Regions from separate parts of the Drosophila melanogaster genome. Here region 2 is linked to region 1. The links are chromatin contacts, called in public Hi-C maps. All regions are on one chromosome and are shown on one strand. The core of a region is the stretch at or near the end of the contact, and the rest is flanking DNA. Distances in the headings are between cores, read along the strand shown.

Region 1 (3,768 bases), core at 482-2,981:
TTTTACTCTGACGACTTTCTTCGATTTTTGTTGCCGTGTTTTCACAGTAAGCACACAAAACATTGAACAAATCAACGCATGGGAGTCAAAAAATTTGAAAATTAAAGTATCTATTTTTTAATGTAAAATGTAGTTTTAAGAGAAATTGCTGCATTTTATTTTTTTATCCTGGTTTACGACATCGAGTGTTGACTGTAATCTAAGCCAGAGACAGTGTAACTGACTGTGTATTGGTACCCCAACTTAAGTTAGTGTGTGTGAGCAAGCAGTAAAACATAACGGGCCCCAATTACTGCATTTAAAGCACATTCACTGCTATGGAATTTACCGATGTTAACTTCTTTGCTATTTAACGTAACGTTTTATATGAAATTTCACATTTCCCTGCGAGACTGGGAGCGCAAAAGAGTCGTTTGGGGCGACTCGATCTAACGGTACTTGTGCATGTCGATCTTTGAGGTTATGCGTCACTGCAATTGCTGTTGTTTTCTAACCGGCTTGCAAATAAAAAAATTACCGAAGTTCAACAAAAGTTCAAAGTTCAAAGATTGCAAGCACGCACACACACGCAAACGTAAAGGATACTGCAAACTCACACGCTCTTATATATTATCGTATTTTGGCTGCCCTTTCAGCAGTCGCGATCACAGGCGCTTGGCATATTCCGAACGCTTTTATTTACATATGTACGTTGCGAATAAATTTGATTATATCTGCAAAACTGCAGATCCAACCACACAGAACAGAAGAATTGGTTTAGCACAGCGAAGCTCAGCTGAAGACGAGAAGCTGCAGTGGGGAGCACCGCGGAGGAGGAGCGGCTGATGGCGAATGATTTGGCGCTGGCGTCAGCGATTTAGAAAGAAAATGGTGGAGCTGCAGAAGCAGCGCAGCGGCAGGCAGAGCGAAACGGGCGAAAAGGAGCGCGCGCCTTTTTTTTCTGACAGGATTGATGCTGATGCTGATGCTGCTACTGCTGTCAAGAAAATGGGGAGAGCACTCACTTACACGCACACACAGACGGAGACCTTGCTGCGCTCGTCGGCAGTGGTATGTGTGCGAGTGAGAGTGACACACTGAGCAATGCACGGGCAAAATTGCGGTAAATTACATGCATTACATTTAAGGGAGAGGGGTGGGGCTCCTGCGGGGTAAGCGGGTTTTGTTGTTTTCACCACACAGAGCAGCAGCGCACAGTACACAGAACACACAAGATTGGCCCCCAAAATCACGCCCCACCCACCTAGCCACGGTCGGCCAGACAACAAAAATATATAGCTACAGTGCGCTTGTGCCAAAATTCGTTCTATTTTTCAATTACCTTTTCGCCTTCTATTCGCCTGCTGCAAACCTTGAAATTATTTTCTGTTGCAATTCACAGTTTTGATTCGATCAGCACGAGAAACGAGCATATTTCGCTAATTTGATATGCTATCGGATCGCGTATTTATTAATTTATAATTTTCACCTTTGCTCGCGCGCGCGTTTGTGTGAGTGCGTATGTGTGTACTTTTTATTAGCACTTTTGGGCTTTAGCGTTGTTGTTTTTGCTAAACCATTACTTTTTTTTAGACACACAATTCATGGCGCTTACGCTCACAAACGCCCGATTACTGAGTACTGCGCACGGTTGCTGTTGCACTTGGTCGGATGCATGTTTCGCCAGCTAATCCATTTTTTCAGCAATTAATTAATTATTTATTCACGCGAACGCAGCGTTGCTAGTGCTGGAACAAAAATCGATGTGTACTCGATACAGTCGATCTTTCTTGCAAGCGGTTATCGGTTACTTTCCCTTGGTGATGGACGCTCAGTTGAGCAGCAAAGCTGCCCTAGGTTCGATGCCGTGCTCATGCAGCGCGGACTCAAACCACGGTTTTAGCTAGAAAATTGCCAACAAAAATGATCTCCGCGCTTTGGCCTATTTCTGTGGTTATTTGACAGTAAGCGGAGACGGTGACACTGTACCACCAATTGGAACAAAATAAGGATATTTTCTTTTTGCATTTTGCTCGATATGCAATGCAGAAAATATCCAGCGAGGCTCTGAATCAAGGCTCTGGGATAGCGTTCAGCTCGAGGAAGTGATTGAAACGATAAATACATCCCGGAACGGCCACAATCCCGACAAAAACAAACGCTCTGGTCAACAACAATACATCATCAACAAAATTCTTTCAACCTGCTGCAGAGCAAAATGTTTGCCCAAAACCAAAAGGCCAGCTTCCTGGAGCAGACAAAGGCGGCGCGGGAGGAGCGGGCACTGGAAAAGCGACGCGAACAGGCGGCCATCCTGCTGCAGTCCACGCTCAAGGGATATGCGGCGCGTAGGAAGTACCAGAAACGAATCATGTAAGTGTCTATCTACTTTTATGGAACATCCTAAATAGTAACCCGTTTTGCAGACTCGATTTCGATGCCATGTTCACTGAGAATCATGACGATAAGGATGCGGAACTGGAACTCGTGGCAAGCAACGTCTATCCGGTGCTTCGTCGCTACCTCACCCAGATCAGGCTGGACAAGAGCGATGTGCGTGCACGGGAGCGTCTGGAGCGCATCTGCCGTTACATCATCAAGGCAATGGAGTCGGAGAACACCAAGCTATCCTATGCCGCCCTCTGTCTTTTTAAGGAACGCAGCCTGCCCTGGATCGCGCACATCAAGATACTGCTCACGAACTGCCTGACATTGCTGCCGGAGCTGAAGCCGGAAAACCATGCCGACAGCTTGTCCCTTGCCCTATTTCTGCACACACTGGTAGTCTTCACGGCGCCCAAATCCTGGGCGATACTCAGGAATGCCCAGTTTGAGAAACTGCAGCCGGCCATGCAAAAAATCTGTTGTAATATTCAAGGTCATCTGGTGCAGCACGATTTTTACAAAATCATGCGGGTATGTTGTGACTTTTATTCTTTTAATAAGCTTATTCATGTTATTCTCCATATTATCATCCAGCTCGTTTTGATACGCGGCACTGTTCGCGAGGAGTTGTCTGTAAAGCCCGTCACCCTGGTGGCCATCATTACACTTTGCCTTCGTCCCCTGATCGATGGCAACTTCAGTCGTAATCTACTGGCAAAGTTTCTGTCGGAGATTCTGTCTGTGCCCGCTTTAATCTACCATCTGCAACAGAGTGTACCTCAGTGCCTGGAACAGTTCTCATCGATGGGACTGCTTAAGAAGGCGCTTAGCATTTCGGGGGACGTGCAGTGGTTCGAGGAGTTCGGCACTAGCATGCCGGGCACCAAGTCCCTGGCTTTTCTGGGAAACATAGTGAATTTGTTCAATATCGATGGCCAAGGGGAGTCCAAGGAGTTGGCCTATCCACTACTGACTGTGAGTTTTACATAAACGCTTCTTGATTGAAAAACTTATACTTGTAATCCTTATAGGAAACCACCACATCGCTGTTGGAACTAATACCCAACACGGTGACCACTAAGGGAGTATTTACTCAGTGGCACGAGCTTTTAGGATGGCATACTCCGGGTCCGGAGCCTGCTCAAAATCAGAATGTGGCGCTGATTAAGAAGCAGTTCCACATGTTGTGGGATCATCGCTGCATAAAACTGTTGCTCGGAGATCTCTTGAAGCAAATCAATCTTAACTACGAGCGGATCGAGTTTCAATCTCCCCAACAACCATCTATATCGAATCTGCTGCGTCGGGCCTTGGAGCGCAGCTCCACGAGAGGTGTAAACTTAATGGGAGTGGCGAGCAGCAAGCAGTCTAAGCAGCAGTGGCGCAAGCTCGACAGTGCGGAGG
Region 2 (3,768 bases), core at 875-3,374, 95 kb after region 1:
ATTCACAAATTGGGCTGTGGGAACGGTCGAGCAAGGCAGTACATACTCCTCGTCGATGCGGAATCTTCAAGGATGACCTGACCGATGAGTACGCCCACCGAGAGGAGCGCGTGGTTAGGGGAAATGTGGCACAGCGGGGTCGTCACCCTTGGCAAGCTACCATCAGAACCCGCGGACGTGGTGGTATCTCCAGTCATTGGTGTGGAGCTGTGGTAATATCCAAGCGCCATCTCCTCACCGCCGCTCACTGTCTGTATGGAAGTCCCAAAGGAGCTTACTTTGTGCGCGTCGGAGATCACTACGCAAACATAGCCGAGTCCTCCGAGGTCGATTCGTTCATTGAGAACTGGTATCTACACGAGAACTTCCGCAAGGGAACACATATGAATAACGATATTGCCCTGGTGGTGTTGAAGACTCCTCTGAAATTTAGTGACTATGTGCAGCCCATTTGTTTGCCAGATAAGAATGCTGAGCTCGTCGAGGACCGCAAGTGCACCATCTCCGGATGGGGTTCTATTAAATCGGGAGTGTCCAGTGAGTAGTTTATGAGATAACGATTCTGGGCACTAATAAACATGATTTTTATTGCTTTTTTTTATAGCTCCTGCGCAAGTTTTGGGTTCCGCCGAGCTTCCCATTTTGGCCGATCACGTATGCAAGCAATCTAATGTGTATGGATCAGCCATGTCGGAAGGTGTGTACCACTTAGGCTTTATTTTGATAAATTAGTCCCATTAAATAGATGTACTAAGAGCGTAAAACTAGTTTGTGCAGGAAATAACCCACATGTTCCACCTTATTTCAGGCATGTTCTGCGCCGGCTCCATGGACGAGAGTGTGGATGCCTGTGAAGGTGACTCAGGCGGTCCACTTGTCTGCTCCGATGACGGTATGCATAGCTTACATGTGTTCTGAGACACGTACTATTTTTCATGAATTTATATTCTTAGATGGCGAGACTCTGTACGGGCTTATTTCGTGGGGTCAGCACTGCGGCTTCAAGAACAGACCGGGTGTCTACGTCCGTGTGAATCACTATATCGATTGGATCTACGAGAAAATCAATGAGAGCTTGCTACGCTTTTAAGGGAGCATATACTCACTTTACACTTTAATATCCACCTTCTTACATGACTACTAATTTATAAGAATTTTGTAGTGAACTTGCTAATAAAGCAGACTTTTTTAGAACGAGCAATTCATTTTAAGGTTTTTAAAATATCAGCAGAACAGTTGTAAAATCTTCAACTTACATCTACCCATTAGCGACTGCAAACCTGTACTCGTCATTTATTTGCTCACACACAAAAAATGAATTAAATCCATAATCAATGCTAATAAAACGCACAACAACAATGCGACTTTTAGCCGGGTATACACAACAATCGTGCTCACAACAAACAACATCGACGACAATGATTTAATTCACAAGTCTGCAATGTTATTTTGACTCATCCCCCACACAGCCGAGAGTTCCACTGGATTCACTCGGTTCTCACCGAGTTCTCCTCCTGGTTGCTTCGTTCCACTTTTCCACGTTCAATTTAGGTCCAACCGGAGCAGCGGAACACGCACTCAATTGACACCACGGCAGACTGAGCGGTCAAAGGGGAGCAACCGGTGGCTAGGAGAAGGGTCAATCTGCGCGGGCGGAACGAAGCTCTTTACGCGCCCAGCTCGCATTGTGCGGGCGTTGCACGCGCGATTGGATGATCGGCTTGGAAGCGCTACAATTAACTCAATTAATACAACAATTTGCCACAATGCACTGGAAAATGTTGGGAAAGCTTACTGTCTGATTTTACAGAAATGGTTTCGAATAATTATGATTAGCACTCCAAGTGAACATATGAATTTATGATATATAATGTAGGTTTATTAAGCTTTATACTTTGCAAATCAACACAAAGAAAAGTATCTTCATTTCTTCTTAAAATAAGCACACATTTTATTTGCAATCTTTATATTTATTTAAAACAATTTTTTTTTTTTGTGTGGAGACCCCGACTGGTTGTTTTCAAATTCAGCTTTGTTTTTTGAGCGAAAGAGTGCGCTGGGCGGTTCCTAGGGGTATTTCAGTCTCTCTGAGTGCGATCAGCGGACTGACTAAACGTTTCTCTGTTAGTTGATTGGGAGATTTCATCTGGAACAGACCGCATTCAGTGGCTCTTATCGGTAGAAACAGCAGCACTTTTCCGAGATGTCTATCAAATCCTTGACATACGTTGCGATCTTTGGCCTTTTTTGGGGCTCAATTGCGGGAACTGTAGTTGATCAGTTTGGGATATATGGTGGTTCACCGATTACCACCACGGAAAGGAGTAATGCGGAGTTGCGCTGCATGAACATCAATCCGCAGAACTCGGTGGACTTGGAGCAGGTACGATATGATAAGATAATATCCTTGAGTGACAGGAAATATTAGCTACACCCAAGATGAAAATGTAAGCTCATTTGAATGCGGAGAGCTAATGCAATTATGGTCGATTTGTTCTAATTAACCCTTTGCGCCCTGAGTGCGCCCAATGTCAATGCTGTACAGATCTGAGCCCTGTTTATTTAGTTATTTTTTTTTTTCATTGTGGGCATTTAATTGAACGCACAGCGAGTGGCATGCAAATAGCACAAATGACCCCCATTCGCTCCTACATGAGTGTGTAATAATGCCCAACCTCTCTGCATATATAGATGATGGGACTCTGGTACGGCAGCGAGATTATCGTGCACAGCCAAGATTTTCCGGGCACCTACGAGTACGACTCATGTGTCATCATTCATCTGACCGATGCCACGGATCAGGTCAGTTGCCATCGAAATTCAAAACATTTAGATACTGATTTTAATCATATGAAATATTACAGATCCGTTTGAGCCAAGCAAATCGCGGCTATGGCTATGGAAATCAGGACTACAACCGTAACCAGAATAACTATGGACGCACCACCACCACTCAATCCTCCTATCCGGATAGCGATGAGTACCCGTTGAGATCGATTCAAAGCCAGCAGAAGTACCTACGTTTGATTTGGAGTGAGCGTGATAACAATCTGGAGTATACTTTCAACTATACCACCAGTGCACCTGGTCAGTGGTCCAACATCGGCGATCAGCGGGGATCCTTGGTCACCCTGAACACGTACACCCAGTTCACGGGCACTGTCCAGGTGGTGAAAGCGGTCAACGATCACCTGGTGCTGACCTTCTGCGGCAACGATGTTAAGAGCTCCATATACACAGTGGTTCTCACCCGCAATCGCCTTGGTCTCAGTTTAGATGTGAGTAAAGTAGTCTTCTTTCAATTTCTTTTCCAGAAAGTTAAATCTTTGGGTAATTGTAGTTTGATTAAGTGTAAAGAACACTTTTTATTTATCTTTAAATCAGACCTTTTTATTTCTCGTAAAATTTGTTTGTTTCTTAACAAAGCTTAATATTTGTTTACAAGCTGCGTCAAGTAATAATATGCAAATAATTTTTTTAGTAAATACTGATAGTGATGAGCAAATCTATATTTGAGAGGTAAAAAGAGGTTACATTGTTTACAATTTTACGTATATGCTGGTAACAAATAAGAATGAGGATTGTAGGAATCGTATATGTATATATTAAACCTAATTAATCATTTTTTCCAATTTTCCAGGAGCTGCGTAGCATCAGGAATCTGCTTTCCCGCCGTGGACTCTACACGGAGACCATTCGCAAGGTTTGCAATGGATGTGGGCGATTGGGTGGCAGCCTCTTCGCTCTTTTAGCCCTTTTGCTGGTCGT

What was found. Hi-C and Micro-C count contacts between places; a contact is called where the count stands out from the background.
Region 2: a Hi-C map of the S2 cell line shows a contact between it and region 1, with 1.8 times the contacts expected there. A contact is called at or near these places in 4 of 107 Hi-C or Micro-C datasets (the D17-c3 cell line, the S2 cell line and larval central nervous system).

Annotation. Positions count from the first base shown.
Region 1 is chr3L:8,996,258-9,000,025 of dm6, forward strand. It overlaps smg (smaug), which reads right to left and starts at 1,732. Exons shown (of 5, transcript NM_168309.3): 1 at 1,322-1,732. CG5087 reads left to right here and starts at 1,927. Exons shown (of 7, transcript NM_140022.2): 1 at 1,927-2,352; 2 at 2,406-2,895; 3 at 2,959-3,339; 4 at 3,396-3,768. The coding sequence starts at 2,198.
Region 2 is chr3L:9,090,929-9,094,696 of dm6, forward strand. It overlaps CG32032, which reads left to right and starts at 2,125. Exons shown (of 4, transcript NM_168317.3): 1 at 2,125-2,383; 2 at 2,692-2,802; 3 at 2,865-3,278; 4 at 3,641-3,768. The coding sequence starts at 2,204. teq (Tequila) reads left to right here. Exons shown (of 9, transcript NM_168314.3): 6 at 1-537; 7 at 605-697; 8 at 809-892; 9 at 954-1,203. The coding sequence ends at 1,090.